2 separate regions of the Oryza sativa genome follow, and region 1 is linked to region 2. The links are chromatin contacts, called in public HiCAR-type maps. All regions are on one chromosome and are shown on one strand. The core of a region is the stretch at or near the end of the contact, and the rest is flanking DNA. Distances in the headings are between cores, read along the strand shown.

What was found. HiCAR-type assays count read pairs that join an accessible place to other places.
Region 1: a HiCAR-type map of leaf shows a contact between it and region 2, with 2.1 times the contacts expected there. The contact joins the promoter of LOC4344645 here to the promoter of LOC107276547 in region 2. A contact is called at or near these places in 1 of 15 Hi-C or Micro-C datasets (seedling) and 1 of 4 datasets of contacts at active chromatin or transcription factors (leaf).

Annotation. Positions count from the first base shown.
Region 1 is chr8:2,398,088-2,404,246 of ASM3414082v1, forward strand. LOC4344645 (beta-glucuronosyltransferase GlcAT14B) reads left to right here and starts at 4,068. Exons shown (of 4, transcript NM_001422908.1): 1 at 4,068-4,903; 2 at 5,437-5,512; 3 at 5,625-5,740. The coding sequence starts at 4,261. It overlaps LOC4344644 (lysine-specific histone demethylase 1 homolog 2-like), which reads right to left and starts at 3,619. Exons shown (of 2, transcript NM_001422907.1): 1 at 2,029-3,619; 2 at 1-1,007. The coding sequence starts at 3,565. The coding sequence ends at 253.
Region 2 is chr8:2,213,797-2,220,218 of ASM3414082v1, forward strand. LOC107276547 reads right to left here and starts at 2,868. Exons shown (of 3, transcript XM_015793990.3): 1 at 2,476-2,868; 2 at 2,216-2,264; 3 at 1,244-2,131. The coding sequence starts at 2,781. The coding sequence ends at 1,923.

The sequences.
Region 1 (6,159 bases), core at 2,818-5,317, 190 kb after region 2:
TAAAAGAATCCAATAGTACCTGCAACCAAACTATTCATTGAAATTTATCAGTGCATCTAAGTTCTAATCTACTGAGGGAGGCCAGATGACTGATGACTGCCATGTTACAAATGGCAGGGAGGATCTTGGTTTTCCTGCCCCACGTCTAAAGTTTGCACACTAGAGAACAATCTATGAGCCAGTTTTTGGCCCAAACCAAAAGAGAAAATATGGGGTTCTTTTCTACAAACAAGAATAAAGTAGCGGTACAGATCAAAGTCCGGTTTTCAAGCTCTTCGGTCCCTGCAACCTTTTCCTGGCTTTCTGAGCTCTCGAGATGCTAGAAATCAGATGACTACATACATCGTATGTACTGTCGTAACCCATTAGTTTAACACCAAGATCTTTGCATAGAACTGCTATCCTACTTTTATCATTGTCGCATTCCAATAGTTCAGTTGCTTGCTCTTGCGAGACGGTGGCGTATAAATAAAACACCTCTTGGTCTATCTTCTCAGCCACAGGGTCCTGATCCTTCTGATTACCCTTTACTTTGCGTTTCTTGGAAGGCAGAAGCAAAGGCTTCTCAAGTGTAATCCTAGCCAATCCCGGAGCCTGTTCCTCCTCAGGTGTAATATAGGAGAACACGAACGAGAATCTTCCACATTCTAGATCTGGCTCCATGAAAAGGTCGTCCAGTACATTATTTATAAGTCTGATGCTTTTCTGCAGGGCATACTTCTTATAATCAGAATTCAATCTACTTTCCGAAGCATGGAGAATCTTGGAAGCTTCCCTTAGTCCACTCAATAAAGCTCCATGCATTGTTGCAGGGTATGCACGATTTGTTGCTTCTCCAGCAAAGAATAACCGGTCATTGACGCTCTCAGCGAGAATATCATAGTCAGTGCCAGAAGACCCAACTCTGATGTGAGAGTATGAACCTGAGCAAAGAGGATCACTACCCCATCTTGTGCAACATGATTGAATGGGATCAGGCACTGTAACACCTTTGGGGCCATAGATACCTGGAAAAAGTCACAAAAGTGAGTTCATTGGTTATTGAAATAGAAAACCAAAAAAAAAAATTATATAATGAGATATTGGAAACTAAGCACATTTCTCCTAGTTGTTTTTTTACCCTTTCCATTACAAACCACAAATTCATATTACAAGATAATAATGGAAATAATTCACATTCTCCAAATCATGTTTCACTCTGTCTGATGTTTCATTATTTGCAAACCATTCCATATTCATCACACAGTTTATTTGCCCCCACTATGCCAATAGACTTCCAATATGCACATTGGTGCACACTGCACATCAAACTAGTATGATATAGTGCAAAAGAATAGCATATTCTTTATTTATTTAAACTCTAAAGTAAATGAAAAAATGTACTAGTCATCGCATTTGTAACAGAATCTTTAAAATATCTCATTATATAATTTCCTTCCCTTCCATTCCTTCTTTCCATCTGTATACTCTTAATCTAAAAGGAGCACTTCAGTGTTCAAACACCATCCAAGTTCCAATCCATATTAATAACTCTATAATAAAATTTACTGGTTAGTTGAGGATTGTAGATGGTAAGACAGTACACAGATAGTGTACACAATCCAGAGTTAATTTTTACAGAGCTGTTGACTTGTATTATTAGTATAAACACTTCAAGTTAAATCAACACAACATGGCACTCCAATAAATTATGGAATTGGCATGACTCTACTAGGTTCCAAATATACCCTTGATGGTTCTAATGCAACCATCCAATGCATATGGCAGGGACTACTTGAATTAATACAACAAATCCGATTGTCATAGCAAAATTTAAATCTAATCTTAAATCAACACATGACACATTGTTCTTTTTCTTTAATTTATGTGACACCTTGTTATGCCATTCCATAATTCATTCCCCCATTTTCTAATATGCAAGGAGTTCATACTTCATACTTAAAGCTTATCCATACTCCATCCTTGTTAGAAGACTTCAAAAAAATATGGTCTTATGGAGATACATTGGAATGTAAGTTCAGTGATTACCTTTAAGAATACCAAGGACCCTATGAAGTGCTACAGCAGGATCAACCTTTTCAAACTCCAAAGCAGCTTCTCCCGCAACAAGTGCGATAAGTACCGCACCACCAGAGACAGTGTGGTAGCTGTAGAAGAGAAAGAACTCGCCACGCTTGCTCCTCTCCTTATTCAAACACCCAAATGTGTCAATCTCCTCATCCCAAAATACATGGGGAAACACCATGGCGACTTTGTTCAACAACCCAAACCCCAACCTCTGGATTGCTTCAAGCTTCCTCTCTGGCAACTCCGGTTCAAAAATGATGCTCCTGCTCTTGAGCACTCCAAGTGGAGCAGTGCAGAGTGCCATGTCAGCCTTGAAAACCTGGCCTCCTTCCACGGTGATGCTCACCCCATCCTCCCCATGCTCAATCCGCTTCACCGTCTTCTCATACAACACCGGCACACCATCGCACAATGCGTGTACCAGCCTCGCATTCCCTCCGGCTAGGAAGCAATGGTCTCCCCCCATCTCATACTGGTCATCCTGGTCCCAGTGCGCGAGCGAGAGCTCCGATAGGCAGCCGGCATTGGAGAATTCCAGGTTAGCCAAATGCCAGTCCAGAACCTCCCTCTCCTCGACGCTTTTCGCCACCTTGTAAAAGCGTCTCAGCCTCTCTATACCTTCCCCTAGCGAGATCCCCTCGGCTGCCTTCTTGAGATACTCTCGCAGCCGGGTGGCGTGTTCTAGAAGCGTGTTGAACACCAGATCCATGCTCCTGTCCAGCTTCATGTCCACGGTGCGGCCGTCGTGGTGGTAGAGCGGGCAACTGTCTCGCACCTTGTGGAGTGGAATCCCGAGCTGCCTGGCGAGCACGCCGAGCGGGTTGGTGTGGATGCCGGTGATGACGCTGCCGCCGAGCTCAACGGCGGCCTGGTCCCCGCCGAGATGAGTGGTGTAGACGCGGCCGCCGGGGCGGGCGCGGCCCTCGAGGACGAGCACGCGGAGGCCGAATCGGAGCAGCTGGCGCGCGGCGGCGAGGCCGGCGAGACCGGCGCCGACGACGAGCACGGATGCGGCGAGGCGCTGCGGCGCATCGGGTGGTGGGGAGGCGGGGAACGCGGCGGAGACGCCGAAGTTGATGTGGCCCTCCCGGGCGAGGAACCCGTGCGCCACGGCGACAAGGTTGTCGTAGCTGGCGGCGACGGTCTCCTGCACGCGCGAGCGCGGGAGCGGCACCCGCGGGTCGGCGCGCCACGAGGCGAGGATGTGGTTGCGGACGACGATGTAGTCGTTGGGGGCGGCGGCGACGGGGGCCGGCAGGAGGGGCCGCTCGGCGGGGAGCAGCTCGTCAATGGGGAAGCCCAGCGAGAGCGCTATTAGCGCCTCCGTCTCCGTCTCCCGCTGCCGCTCGTCGGCGGAGAGGCGGCGCAGCCGGCTGATCCGCCGCGACCTGGCGTTCCCGAGGTAGGACTCCAGCTCGGCGTCCACCAGCGACTCGTCGTACGACGACCTCGCCGTCAACGCCGCCCTCCTCGCCGGCCGCCGCGACGACGACGACATCGCCGCCGACGAGGTTGGGGTTTCTCTCGCTTCGCGGAGGCGAGGGGAGAAGAGAAGAGGTGGGTGAGGTGGGGTTTCGACTTTAATGGGGGGGAGGCTGACTGGTGGGCCCGCAGTCGTCAGCTCTGGACTGTGGTTTGTACCCATCTCGTGGGTCCCACTTGTCAGTGTGAGGGTAAGACGAGTCGGCGGTGCTAAGCGGTGTTGACTTCTTACAAGGACGTGTTCCCATGTCTCAATGGCAGGTGGGCTCCATCAAGCGTGGGCCCACATGTCTGCCACCTGGGTGTGGATGAGATCGTCATGAGAAAAATGGCAGTCAGGTTTTCCAGCCAAGCGGCACGCGTGCGGATCCTGCCACGTAGCCATGGGGCCCACTCGTCATAGGCAGATTTTTGGGCCGTTCTTTATTGGGCCTAGTAGGCCGACTCATTTACTGGAGAGGAGTTCCACTTCTTCCTCCTCGGGAGAAGTTGAGGGAGGCATTATGGACTTCTCTCTCCTCCTAGCTTCACTCTCTCCGCTGCTGCTGCTGCGTTCGGTAGCTAAGCTTAGCTTAGCTTGCGAGCTGCGTCGCCTAGCTCCGATTGGATCTCGCTCTCGAGCTCGAGCTCGAGCTCGGATTCCATGGCGAATTGGTGACTCGGTGGCAAGGTCCCGTCTCCTGGTGTCTGGAATTGGGCGGCGGCGGCGGGATGAGGAAGAGCTGGGGGCTCGGGCGGCCGTCGGGTGACCGGCGGTGGCTGCTCCCCTTCGCCGCGAGCCTCCTCGTCTCGGCGACCCTCTTCCTCGCCGCGGCATGCGGCCTCTTCTCCCCGCCCTCTCTCGCCGACGGCGACGACGACTCCATCCTCATCGACGTCGCCACCTGGGACACCGCCTCCGCCGCAGAATCCGAGATCAAGAACCGCCTCCTCGACTCCAACTCCGACTCCGACGACGGCGACAACCCGGACGACGCGGCGGTGAACTCGGACGCCTCCTCCGCGGATCCCCCGCGGATCGCCTACCTCCTGGAGGGAACCAAGGGGGACGGGGCGCGGATGAGGCGGGCGCTGCAGGCGATCTACCACCCGCGGAACCAGTACATCCTCCACCTCGATCTGGAGGCGCCGCCGCGGGAGCGGATCGACCTGGCCATGTACGTCAAGGGGGACGCCATGTTCAGCGAGGTCGGGAACGTGAGGGTCATCGCCAAGGGCAACCTGGTCACCTACAAGGGGCCAACCATGGTGGCCTGCACGCTGCACGCCGTCTCCATCCTCCTCAAGGAGGGTCTGGAGTGGGACTGGTTCATCAACCTCAGCGCCTCCGATTACCCCCTCGTCACGCAGGATGGTCAGTGCTCTGATTACTCTGCTGAATGAATTTTAGCTTACTTTGTGTGTTGTGCTTGTTCTAGAATGTAGAGATGTTTTGTTAATTAGCTATGAAATGCCACCGAATTTGCCTCTAGGATTGTCTACTTGATGACAAAGGATGGTCAGTGTTCTTCAGGTCAGCTGAATTTCAATTACATATTGTTGTGTTTGTTCTAGGATGTGGAGATATTTTCTTAGCTATGGAGTGCCACTGAAAAGATTGGAATTTAGGATTTGCCTCTAGGATAGCATTGTTGAGGGCAGCAATTAGCATCTGTGTAACTGTAATGGTTAAATTCGTTGTGTAAGCTATAGCCTATCTGATAGCTCAACTAGATTTCTTTGCATTGGCATCAGTTATGTAGAGCTTGCTAGCTACTATTAGCAAGCTTCAGATTCAGGAAAATGAAAGTGTGCTGTAATGAAAGCTTTAATCCTCATTGAGGATATTGCAACATTCAGTGGCATTGTATAAGTATTTGCATGGCTAAACGTTATTTTTCTCTGCAGATATACTTCATGTGTTCTCTTCCTTGCCGAGAAATCTTAATTTTATAGAACACATGCAACTATCTGGTTGGAAAGTGTAAGTTTCCTTCTAGTCTTCAGTATTTTCAATTTTTTTCACGTTATCTAGTTCTCTCTACTTTTGATTATCCAGATTACTTGTTCTGATGCTTTATGTGGTTTTCTCACAGGATTTCAAGAGCAAAACCTATTGTTGTGGACCCAGGGCTCTATCTATCAAAAAAGTTCGATCTTACCATGACTACTGAGCGGCGAGAATTGCCAACATCTTTCAAGTTATATACTGGTGAGCATGTTTCTGATTTCTATATGTCTTACTTGGCATATTAGAAAGCTATTATGATTCTGCCCACAAGTTAACGATGCATTCATGCAGCGATTGGCATGGGTATGGAATCTAAATATTTATGATACTATTATTCCAAACTGACCTTTGAATAGTGCTGGTTTGTAAGTAATTACTTCATGGTAGCAGACAGTAGCGTTGAATACTTGATTGACCAATATTGATTGCAATAGACCATTTCTTATTGTTAGCATTAGTGTGTGTCCTCTTGCTTTTCACTATGTCCACATGCCCTCTTATGTTTGCGAAAATAAATAAGTAGACATTATTTGCAAAAATAAATAAGTAGAGGGAGAGAGAGAGAACAGAGGATTTTTGTTGTTGTTGTTTTGAGTTAAAACAGAGGATGTTGGATTGAA
Region 2 (6,422 bases), core at 1,618-4,117:
TGAGATGTGGTCGCTTAGTGACGAAAAAAGGATGTTCGTCGTTAATACTACCTAGAAATCGTCATAAAGTATTTCACTGGGACATCGTGACGAATATTAATTTGTCATAAGGGGCACAAAGCAAACGTCATAAATTTATATAATGCATTTATGGAAAAATATATTAAAAGCTAAAGCAATTTAATCAAGTGAATTAATGAGGAAACTAAATTTTTCCTTCAAAAATCATGGCCGGAAATATTTTTTTAATATTCTACGTGGTCTAAATAATTCTCTGAAATTTTCTGTGAATTTCGGTGCTTAATAACTATTTTTAATTCCACAAAGTTTATTTAACCAATTAAAATAAATGGAAAACAAATTAAAATTCTTCTCTCTGTCCTTGGGCTTTTTTCGGCCCAAGTATTACTCTCTCCCTCCCTTAGCCCGCAGCCTCTCTCTCTCGTCCTCCCTCTTCGGGCTGCCGGCCCAGCCCTTTTGTTCCTCCTTCACCAGGAAGTCTAATTTTCCTCCCTCTTCTTAATTCAAATAATTTTTCGGATAGTAAATGATTTCAAATGAAAAAAAAATACCAATAACAAAGTTGTATATTTTACCAACAACAAAGTTACGTCGCTCGTATCCAATTCGACATGAGTTTAAAATAACTATTATACGCCTTCCTCCTAGCGCAACCTAACCCAATCGGCCACACCATCCTGTGCGCTTCCACTCGAAGCTGCACGTACCCCTCCCCACGTTTTTTTTGCTCTTTTTTCCCTTTTCTCCTTTCCTTTTGTCCTGGTCTTTCTGACCCTCTCCTCTCCTTCCAATTTCCTTTATTTTTGCATCCTTTTCTGTTTCGCTATTGGTATCTCTACTATTATAAAAATTGAAGATGTTTCCCCTGATATTTTGGTACGTTGTCCGTATTTGAGGTAGTTTTAAAGTTCATTCGCTTTTTGGAAATACAAAAGGAGTCGTATAAGAAATCCTTTTAAAAATCCTGCGTGCTAAGTTAGGACGAGAGTCGGACTCCTAATTGCTTCAGAATTCTCGCCAGGCCATAATAAAGCAATGTATATGATGTGACCGTCATCTCAATAAAGATTCCGAATTAGATATCAATACTATCAAAATAAAAATCCCATATACTTTTTACTTTTTAGAAAAAAAATCTAACAATAATACGGTTAAAATAGTCTTCACCCGTTACAACGCACGGGTATTTTTTTAGTATAAATAAATAGATAAAACACCCTAATTGGAGGCCCAAACATTTTAATTTAAAGCCCACGTCGATGTAAAGATAGACCCAGGTAAGCTCACAGTGGGCCATAAAGGCCCAAAATGGCCAGCCTACGAGGACGCCACAATAAGGAAAAAGTACACCGAAGATCCCTCAACTTGTCATCGAGTTACAAAATCGTCCCCTAACCACAAAGCCGAATACAACGTATCCCCCAATTTACAAAACCAGTGTAGATTAGGTCCCTCGGTGGTTTTGCACTAGGTTTTGTCCAATGTGGCGGCTGAGTCAGCGTGGGACCCACATGTCAGGATGCCACTTCAGCAGGCTGGCCTCTCCCTCCCTCTCCTTTCCTCTCTTCTCTCTCTTTCTCTCTCTCACTCCTCTCTGGACTTGGCAGGACGGTCGACGGTGGGGAGGAGCCGAGGAGGTCGCCGGCGATGCGGCGGCGGAGACACGGGAGAATGGGAGGACGGCGGCAAGGCGAGGCGGCGTCGGCGGGCGAGCGCGGTGGCGGAGAGTAGGCGGTGGCGGCTGCGACGCGGGAAGCCGAAGGCGACGGCGTGGGCGAGCATGGAGGCAAAGTGAAGAAAGCTCACCTCCTCTTGGATCTAGGCACGCCGCCTGGCACCTGCCTCGCGGCCGCCAGCTTCGCCTTCGCCGGAGAGGCCGTCGTCGGGGCTAGCAGATTCTCCTACACCACCACCACCACCGGTTTCTGCTGCTCTGGCTGCGGCTGCGTCGGCGGCGGCGTAGGCGTCGGTAGAGACGACGACGACGAAGAAGAAGGAAAGGCAGCGCAGAACGCCTTGAGAAGCTCGTCGGCGTAGGAGAATCTGCCAGCCCCGCGTCTCTGGACTGGGCAGGGCTCTACGAGTTCAGGTCCAGCAGCTCGATGTATAGCTACAATGAGAATTGTACTGGAGTATGAGATAGTCAATCCGTGATGAGATAAATGATAGCTCACTAGTAGCTGCATTCAATCACCTCCATCAACACCTCCACCTCCTAGCATTCGTTCATTAGCAGCATTAACCTGAGAAATATGAATAACTGTCATCTTCTTCATCGTCATATCCAGATAGTTAAGAGTTAGAGATTATTGCTTTAACAATTTTGCAAATATTTCTAGAAAGATTGCCAAATCCACACGAGCAGCATCAGATTCGAAACGCACCATAGCCACGAACACAAGCATCGGCAAGGATCGAGGAAGGGAACGAATTAACAAGGAAGGAAGGACGTACGATGGCGACAGTGGCGCCGTCGACGGACCAGAGGGTGATGTCGCCCTTGTGCAGCTTGAGTGCGCCCGCGCCCGCATCCGCCGACAGCCGGAACGCCTCGCCGCTGCTGAGCCCAGGTGCCACCGCCATGGCGAACGATGCCCTCGTCGCGCCGCTGCTCGGTGGCCGCCGCCGCCGCTGCTTGGGGAGGAGTGGGAGCCGCGACGGCGTCGTTGCCGCCACCGCCTCTCCGCCACCGCGCTCGCCTGCCGACGCCGCCTCGCCCTGCTGCTGCCCTCCCATTCTCCCGTGTCTCCGCCGCCGCATCGCCGGCCGACCGTCGGACCTCCTCACCCGGCGACCTCCTCCCCACTGTCGGCCTCCCTGCCCAGTCCAGAGAGGAGTGAGAGAGAGAGAGGAGGAAAGGATAGGAAGGGTGAGGCTAGCCTACTGACGTGGCATCCTGACATGTGGGGTTCATGTGGGTCTCACGCTGAATCAGCCACCACGTTGGACAAAACCGAGTGCAAAACCACGAGGGATCTAATCTACGCTGGTTTTGTAAGTTAGGGGATGCGTTGTATCCGGTTTTACGTTTAGGGGACGATTCTGTAACTCGAAAACAAGTTGAGGGACCTTAGGTGTACTTTTTCCCCACAATAAGTCTCAATCCCGTTCTTGGGCCTCACATAAGCGAAATTCCGTTCCGGCCGAAAATTGTTCAGGCCGCACGTAACTTACAAGGAATAAGTTCATCCGAGGTCCCTTAACTTGTCAACGAATCCAATTTTTATTCAACCGGAAAACCAGATACAACGGGTCCCTTAACTATCAAAACCAGTGCAGATGAGGTCACTTGGCAGTTTTGATGGCGGTTTTGACTGACGTGGCACCTACGTGGCTAATGAGGCAGAGCAGGAGGTTGTCGGCGAGCGCGACAGCTCCACTCCGTCGGCCGCTCCGCCCCGCCCCTCCGCCGCGATGCTCTCTCTCGAGCGACGCGAGCACAACAGCGACGGCCGACGGAGGATGGCGGCGGAGGGAGATCATCTATCAACTCCGGCGGAGGGAGCTCCTCGCCTGGCCGCCGCGCCGCAACCGAAGCGCCACCACTCTACTGAGGAGGCAGCAGCCATGGCGCATTGGCGCCAGTGCCACGAAGCAGACGCTGCACGCCGCGTTGTCGTGGTCGACTTCGTCGTAGTGGCGGAATATTTGTGTCTTGGCGCTGCGTTCGGGCGTCACGCCGGCAATGGTTGTGCTGCTGCTGCTGGCTCGCTTGAGGGACGAGACGAGCTACCTCAACAAGCCGCCAGGATGGAGCCTGAGGAGGAGGTTCCCCGGTGCGTTCACGGGTTCGGGGGCGACTGCATCCAACGCACCAACAAAACACCACACGAATGAACAAACCCAGTCACCACCAAGCAACCTAACACATAAATACATAATCAAGAGAGTAGAGAGAGCACGTATGGTGAATTGGTGACTCCGGATCTCTCTTCCATCGCCGGCAGGCACGCCTGCGTGTATGCACCAACAAAAACTAATCCATAGAACGGATTATGCACCATTCCTCAATAGCGCAACAAAAACTAATCCGTCTTCCGCCTTGCGCTCCCCCACGCCACGGCCACCGTCGTGTCGTCGTCACGCGGCGGTGGCGGAGGCGCGAGCAGGAGGAGGGAGTACGCGTGCTCACCCACCACGCACCCGGGCTTCTTCCGGTGCGCGCTGCAATGGAGCGGCGCGTCGCCGTCGCGTCCCTCCTCGGCCGGCGGAGAGGACAGATGAGAGGGGAGAGAGATGAACACACGGAGTTGGGGGGAGAGAGGAGGAAGATGATGAGGGTGAGAATGACATGTGGGGCCTACGTGGGTCTCAACATTTTTAATTTATTTTTTTGTGCAAACTAGCATGTGGCCCACAATTTTTAATATTTTTCAAATCAAATTGCCACGTAAGCGCCACGTCATTGCCATGTCATGTGAAGACCGAGTCAAATAGCCACGTAGGCGCCACGTCAGTGAAAACCGCCATCCAAACCGCTATGGGACCTATATTGTATCTGTTTTTGGACCCGTTATATCTGATTTTCTGGTTGAAGGATGAAAATCGGATTCGTTGACAAGTTAAGGGACCTCAAATGAACTTATTCCAACTTACAATATCATGGGCCTCACCTAACAAAGATGGGCCATGATCCGGCCCAAGTAAAATGGGCCGCACGCAAGTCGAATCGCTTTCCGGCCCATGAAACGGGAGAGCCGAGAGCCCGAGATGTATAGCTGGTCACCTCTGCTTCGGTGCTTCGTGCATGTTTGGTGAGATCTTTTTTCTGGATTTCTGTGTCTTTTTGAACCAGTGGCGTGCAGTTCCATGAACACCTAGTGGAATTTGATCTCTGAATCGATGTCTTACATGCAGAGATGGAAAGGAAGCTTGTTGTGAGTGAGCAAGATCAGAATCAGAAGCAGACCCCACGAAATCTGCACTTCCATCAACAACTGCCTGATAGCTGAAAAGGAAGTGTTCTCTCTGTACTTTTTTTTTTAAAAAAAAAATCTTACCTGCATTTTGGGCAATGTCAACTTTACACTGGAGTTTATATGATACTGTTATTATCTGAAAAGAAACATAGTGAGGTATAATTGACTGTTTACATTCTATTTTTTTACCGAACAACACATCAGAGTATCAGACCACACATTGCTTAAGCATCAGTTCTTTGCTCGCTACCTGCCTCCAGCTTCCTCTCACCACTGCATCTTTGACTCCATCCACAAGTAAAGCAAAGAATCTGAGTTTATATGTACATCCTCAGTTACAAATTGTTTGTTTCTTTGTGACCAAAATTGAAGCTGCAGCCTGCATGGTCTCAGTCTAAGAGAGCAAAATAAGGGTGTTAGGAAAGTCTACTGGTGACAACCTACTCATGGATCGATACAGGTAATTTAACAAGGTCAAGCTGTTAGATTTTGAGTAATTATTTTCTTCATTCTTTTTGTATCAACACTGGAAGTTTGGAACCAACATATGCGAATGTGCTACTACTTTATATGTACAATTTCTGTTTTGTACCATTATACGCAACATACACTGAGTATACTTAACTAGTTATCCAGCCACATCTCAAGAAAGAAAAAAAAAGAATCATTAGTATTTTCTGAAGTCTATAGCTGTAGTGTTTATCAGTTTGACAGCTATGGAATGAATGGGAGATACAAGTGTTGGTGCTGGTGAGCTTTTCCCTGCAAGTGTTCCTCCTCTTGCTCTCGGGCATCAGGAAGCGTACAACCTCCAATGTCTTGAGCATATTCATATGGCTCGCATATGTGTCGGCTGACTCCCTCGCCATCTTCGTCCTTGGCCATCTTGCGCTCCACATCAATGGCCGGCGCCATGGTCTGGTGCTCTTCTGGGCGCCGTTTATGCTTCTTCACCTTGGTGGCCAGGAGACAATCACAGCCTTCTCCATGGAGGACAACATGCTGTGGAAGCGTCACCTTCTGACCCTCGCCACCCAGGTGGGTTTGGCCGCCTATGTGGTTGGCAAGCAGTGGCAGGGAGACAAGCAGCTGCTGGCTCCCATGGTGCTCATATTCATCTCAGGTACCATCAAGTATGCTTGCAGAACATCGGCACTCATGTTTACTGCTGAACAAACAACACCTGGGAGTAATCTTGGCATGCAGGCAAAGGGTTGGTCAGCTAATTGGAAACATTATTCGACTAATAATTGGATGATGAATGAGGTGCACACTTACAACGAACTTTTGTGGGAAGCCAACGCAGGCTGGACCTTATACATGGCCTTCCTGATGGATATGACACCGCTGATATCTAGGCCTGAAACCTATTCACTGAAAGGGCTCCTGTCGAAGGAACACCGAGTCTATGTCTCTTATAAGCTAGCTGAGCTCCAGCTCTCGATTGTGTATGACTACTTCTACACCAAGCTTGGAGTGTAT